Regions from separate parts of the Sus scrofa genome. Here region 1 is linked to region 2. Evidence: chromatin contacts called from public HiChIP or PLAC-seq data. All regions are on one chromosome and are shown on one strand. Each heading gives the region's core, a stretch centred on a gene start, on an enhancer-like site or on the middle of the called end of the contact. The rest is flanking DNA. Distances are from core to core; before and after follow the strand shown. Region 1 overlaps DOCK4 (dedicator of cytokinesis protein 4). Region 2 overlaps ZNF277 (zinc finger protein 277).

What was found. HiChIP or PLAC-seq counts read pairs in DNA pulled down with a chosen protein or histone mark.
Region 1: an H3K27ac HiChIP or PLAC-seq map of alveolar macrophages shows a contact between it and region 2. The contact joins two enhancer-like sites. A contact is called at or near these places in 1 of 47 Hi-C or Micro-C datasets (heart right ventricle) and 1 of 2 datasets of contacts at active chromatin or transcription factors (alveolar macrophages).

Annotation. Positions count from the first base shown.
Region 1 is chr18:33,542,154-33,545,149 of Sscrofa11.1, forward strand. All of the region lies in intron 1 of DOCK4 (dedicator of cytokinesis protein 4), which reads left to right. Among named protein-coding and RNA genes, the nearest start is that of DOCK4, 120 kb to the left of the region's middle. Within about 2 kb of position 1,453, at least 9 of the 83 cell types and tissues checked have an H3K27ac peak or open chromatin away from gene starts, as enhancers often do. A contact at or near this core is called in alveolar macrophages, where this site is marked.
Region 2 is chr18:33,391,007-33,394,264 of Sscrofa11.1, forward strand. All of the region lies in intron 1 of ZNF277 (zinc finger protein 277), which reads right to left. Among named protein-coding and RNA genes, the nearest start is that of ZNF277, 30 kb to the right of the region's middle. Within about 2 kb of position 1,960, at least 6 of the 83 cell types and tissues checked have an H3K27ac peak or open chromatin away from gene starts, as enhancers often do. A contact at or near this core is called in alveolar macrophages, where this site is marked.

The sequences.
Region 1 (2,996 bases), core at 203-2,702, 150 kb after region 2:
CTCTCTGTAGGTGCCTCACTGTCTCTGTTAGCTACGGGTATAACTTAGCAGTACATTCTCCTTAGGCTTTTTCAGCATCTTAGAGTAAGAAAAAATTGTTTTGTAATAAACTACAATTAGGATGTTTGATTTGATGGGAAATCCCAGCCTGCTGAGGGCTTTCCAATGTTGTCATCCCCCAGTAGAGATTTAAATAAAAAAAAAAAAAAGGTAGTTTTTCTAACCACAGAAACCACTGCCCCTATTTCTAACCATTGTTTTGTTCCCATCATCACTGTGGAATAACGAATGCCTACCTAGCATGTTCTCAGTCTTCCAGACCCACAGATCAGGGTGTGGTGATGGTTATTATTTTCTCTGCTGACATTACAATTTAGGGGAATTTCAGGGTAAAATATCCTATTTTCGAGATCCCACAAAGCATGGTTCTCTTGGCATAGATGTTTCACCTTAGTCATGACATAGGTTTTTTAAAGGAAGTTTGTCAGTTTTCAGTATTTTATCATTTATTGAGGCTGTATTCCATGCTGGGCACTGTGACAGGGACTCTATATGGGTAGGAATCTCCTTTAATTCCCACAACTCTCTGCAGAGAGTGTTCCTCCAACACCATTGGATGCACGAGGATGCTGAGGCCCAGAAAGGATGAGCAGCCTGCCTAGTTTGTCACGTGGCTGTAAGAAGCAGAGCAGGGCTCCAGCTCAAGTCTGTGTCCCTGTAGAGGCTGTACCCTTGAGCATGATGCCATGTGCCACATTACCCTGTGATCTGCCTCCTTGGGTCTTGATGCTTGTGCATTATGACACCTCGGGTGGTTTCCCCTCTTTTCATTCTTGAGTCCCAAGTTCCCCGTTGCCATCTTCCTTTTTGGTCCTTTAATGGGAAGAAGCATTACATAAACCTGTAATTTAATAGACCTGTGTTAAACATCAGCTGTGTGAGGAGAACTGTGTCAGAAACTGGAGCGACAAACATTTTGGTTTTCTCGATACAGTCTAGAAAACATTTGAGGTAGCTGATAAAATACATCAAATAAAAAAGGGATTGAAAAAAAAAGTCTCAAAGACCATGAAGATAGAATGAATTCCTTCCAGGGGACCCTCTAGAAGAGTTCCACTTGCAGAACATTGTTTCGTGTTCTTTGTCTCCCTGGTCCATTCTGCAGAACAGAAGGAAAACTCCCATTGGCGCTTTCCATCTTGGACTTCTTAGGGCTCTGCCGTCAACTTGAGTGTTGGGTTCAAGCCATCCTGATACATGACCTCAATGACCAGCATCTCCTAAAGACTTTGTAATGTGCAGAATATTTTCACAAGGATTGTCTTGTTTGTTCCCTATAACTTTGAGAAGCAGCAGTCATACCGAAACTGAGTCACGTTAACACAGCCGGCCCGCATTCTGCCAGGCTCCTCCAACCCCACTGCTTCCTTGAATTATCCACTGGACTTGCATTCTTCTGACTTGGGGTTCCTTTTTCCTGTTTCACTTCTTCTTTCGTAGGCTTTTAGCAGCACCCCCACTCCCTTTAACACCGCAGCAATTTTGTTACTGGTTTTACCCTTATCTCATCAGATGGTGCCCTCTCATCCATGGTCTAGGGACCACTTGGCAGACCCTCCAGTAATGGACCTCCACAGTTATTTTTATTCTTTAAAAATGTCTTTTATATTGTTGAACACTAGCTAGAACAGGAGCTTAAATCTTTTTCATTTCTCGTATCCCACAGATCGCACAATATAAATTTTTAGTGACATAGATATAAATGTTGTTGAAACAGCAAAGTATCTTACTGTCTCCATCCTGTTACCAGTGTGTAGTATTCAGGTGATGGTGGCTTGTTTGTAGAGCTTGAGCAAAATGTTCTTTGACAATGGACATTTCAAATATTTGTATATTTTGGCTGTGTAAATATTCCTGGAGCAGAGGATTTGTGTTATCTGTGCCTAACAGAAATGAAAACAAAAATCTCCCACCAGGTCTGTCTTCCTTTAGCCACATGGGAAGTGATGGTTCTACAAGTTGCCAAATGTGCATGGCTGATCATAACCTCCTCTTGAGCAGTTTAAGCTGGCACCGGAAATCTGAGATATGACTGAAGGATGTGTCATGGAGGAAAAATTTCTGAAATGTTGTTTAAAACAAAAAGTAACAGATACATAGCATTTCCCTATCCATGTTAGTGAACCTTCTAAATGTAAAGGGATCTTTAAATTTTTTGTTTAAAAAACATTTTCAGTTACTTTGAGTTTTGTGCACATTTAAGTAAAGTTGCCAGATTTAGCAAATAAAAATACAGGACACCCAGTTAAATTTTAATTTTAGGTAAACAACGAAAACATTTTTTAGCAAAAGTAGATTTCCCATGCAATTTGGGGGACCTTCTTATACTAAAAACTTACTCCTTTTTTTTCCCCCTGAAATTCATGTTTAGCTGGGCATCCCTTATTTTATCCGAAAATCCTACTTTAAAAAGTGTTTAATGATCTATATTTACCTAATATGTAAGATAGAGTACTTACTCTTTTTTAAATGTAAATAATGTTTACTAAAGCAATTGCTCTAAATTTGGTTCTTTTGATAGAAATTTAAGTTAGAAAACTAAAGAAGTGTAAGAGTTTAAATCTGAAGTAACTGCAATTTGATTACATTAAAACGAAGCACAGGGATCTCCAAAATAGGAAAGTAGGATTTATAGTTAATATTCCATTTTTACTTTCCTTCAGCATTTCCCCATTGCTCCTTATTCTGCCCTCTGGAGGCTCTAGAAAATAATGAAGAAGATGTTATTAACGAGAGCCAGCACTTGCTGAGATCAGTGACACGCTAGGCACTGTTGTTGTATTTGTCTTAATTTATTTAATCTTTACAACAGCCTTATGATTTTTGTATTGCAAATTAGGAAACTAAAGCAGAGACATTAATTAACTTAACCAAGCTTATCTCTCTCTCAGCTCTTCAAGTATTTTCTCCTTTGTAGCCTTTAAGTTTTCAGTTCC
Region 2 (3,258 bases), core at 710-3,209:
TTGGAAACATGGCTCGGATCCCATGTTGCTGTGGCTGTGGTGTAGGCCCGCAGCTACAGCTGTGATTCAACCCTAGCCTGGGAACCTCCATATGCCGTGGGAGTGGCCCTAGAAAAGGCAAAAAGACAAACAAACAAACAAACAAACAAACAAAAAAAAAACTATCCAGTGCCAGATCTAACCAATAAAATTCTGGGGATTGGGGCTAGAGCAGGATCCCCATGTGTTGCTTATGTACACTAATATTCAAAGCCTAGTGCCCACTCTTCACTGTTGCCTAGAAAGGGCCACTGTGGCCTCTAAGACCTGGCATTTTCTTGTCTAATCTATTTTAACCTTTACTCTAAACCTCAATCACGACATACATTTTATGTTTTCTATCATAAAGGGCTTTTTTATTGGTATTACCCTATGTCCTACAATCAAAATCTGTGCTTCTATATATAAAGATTCTCACAGAAAACTATCTTTTTGAACAGAGATAGTGTTAAAGAACAGGGCCTGGGCCTTCATGGAATCTGACAAACCAAGAAATTGTCAAATTTTATATACAATTTTTATTGTATATAAAAATGTGTATATGCACAATATACCACTCAGGGGAAAGAATTTATAGCTTTTACCAGGTTCTCAAAGAGATCTGTGATGCTCATAAAAGCTTCAAAACCAAACCAAATGCACAAAAAGCCCAATGGTCTAGAAAGCAAATGATACCTATTTTTTTTTTTAAGAGTGAATGGTGTTTTTTTTTTATTATTTTTTTAATAGTTATTTCCCCAATACAATTTTTTTCTACTGTACAGCATGTACACATGTTTTGGCAGCTGTCAGCAGCCCAAGGCTGGAGTGTATCAGCTCTGGTGGCAGCCCCATGGCCAGTGTACCAGCAACAGCAGCTCTGTGGCTGCAGCGTACAGCTCCAGCAGCTCTTTCACCTGGTGAGAAACCAAGCAAGCACTGGGAGAGTTGGAGAGCTCAGAGGAGATCGCTCTCCGGAGTCGGAGCCCCGAAGAGGGGTTTCACAAGGCTTTTATGGGCTAGTTCTTCTGGGTCCGTGCTTGGTGGACCAGATTGAGAACTGGTAAAGTAACAGATGCGGAAACAAGTTTACAAAAGCAGATGTGTGGGGGAGGGGTGGCTGGGGCAGTTGGCCAGACTTTGCTTCGTCATCATGGCTGGGGTCTCCTTTCTACATTTTTATCGGGATATTGTCTCCTACAGACATACATGTACACACTCTATTTTCACATATTATCATGTTCCATCTTAAGTGACTAGACAGAGTTCCCAGTGCCACACAGCAGGATCTCATCACTAATCCATTCCAAAGGCAATAGTTTGTATCTATGAACCCCAAGCTCCCCAACCACCCCACTCCCTCCCTCTCCCCCTTGGCAACAATGAGTCTATTCTGCAAGTCCATGATTTTCTTTTCTATGGAAAGGTTCATTTGTGCCTTATATTAGATTCCAGATATAAGTGATATCATATGGTACTTGTCTTTCTGACTTACTTCACTCAGTATGAGTCTCTGTTTCATCCATGTTGCTGCAAACGGCATTATTTCATTCTTTTTAATAGAATGATATCTGTTTAAAAGTGAAATAAACACTGCCTAAAATGTTACTGTTGTAGAGCTGTGTATTAAGCACCTATAAGAGTGAAAATGAATAGCATGTAGTATGTAACACTAGGGACTGAGGCAAGTTTAAGGTGCTACACTGCCCCGATATGATGATCTAATGCTCTAAAGCTGGTCTTTCACAGTTTAGGGGCTTTACTCTCTTTCAGGCCAGACTGATTCTATTAGGCATTATGCTAGGAAGATTATACACAACCTCTGATTTAATCATCAAAAATTTCTATGAGGAAGGCAGTTTTGTTATTGTTAAGTAGCAAGAGAGTCATAGTTTAGAACTCATCTCAATGGGTCAGTTACCACACTTTCGAAAGCCAGTTAACTGGCAACAGCTTCATTCAGTGACTACACTGCTGCAGCTAAAGTCTACCAATCCTCACACAGTACTGCTTCTCACAGTCCAACAGTCTTTGACCTCTGATTCCTCAAATCCAAAACAAGATCAGCAGTCTGCTTTGTTCAGAAAGACGATGATTTTCCAGCACAGGTCTCCACTCTCCAGCAGCAGTAAACCCAGCCTTCTGATTCAGAGATTGAGCAATGACCTCCTTGACCAAAGGGTAACACAGAGGATTAGAATCCAGGCAGATTCCAGGGCCTAACCTTGGAGTCACTGTATTTTCCCTTGTATTGTATTTTAGGGCAAATATCTTAATATTTGGATTATGATGGAGAGACCTGGATTCCCTCTTCCTTTCATGACCACACCAATATTGTTATTTAAAACAGTGTATAGTAACTTATTATTGCTCCTTTCTAATTTTATTTTTTTATGGGCATCATGAATGGCAAAGTCCCTATAAAGTGAGGCAGTACTATTCATCATCATTTACAACCAAAGTATCCACATATTTAATTGAAATGAATTTAAAACAAAATTACCTCTTAAATCCTAAGCTTTAAAGAGTTTCTAAATATGAGTAACAGCGTATTTTTGTACTAATAAGACAAAATGTATTTAAAAAAATAATGATTCTCCATTGTTTACAAAACATTCTAATAGATAAAGCCATGGAATAAATTTTTTATGCCATTACATTACCTTTACTAATATAATTAATTTATTAAGGTTTTAACATACTAACACAGGAAATAAATCACATGCAATAATTTTTTCAGTAATAAAAAAGTAATTAAGGCAAATAGACCAAAAAAAAAAAAACCCTCTTAAAAAACTGAAGCTAAAAGTATAATTTGCCATGGGAACTTAAAGTCCAAAGTTCTCTTTGTTATGACAATACTCTTTACTTTGCTCTCCCCTTGGCTTTCTTTCTGAGCTTTAATATGAAAGCTGAAAATTCCTGGCCAGTAGCTTGGCCATTTTAGGATCCATAAATTTGGGCAAGCAGTCTATACACATGGCTCAATAATAGTCTTTTTAAATTTAATTGCTTTTTAAAATGCCTCAGTAATTTGGAAGATAGAACTTGAAGAGAGATGAAGTCTATTGAGACCACAAAACTAGAAGGGCAGATTGTAGGAAGGAGTAGAGGTATTAAATGCAGGCAGGCTGAGAGCAGTGGACAGAACTCATCGTAGAGAAATATAATGAATGTACTGAGTTAGGAAACACCAAATTCTACAAAAAATGAATATACCCCCTGGTACTCATATGCTAC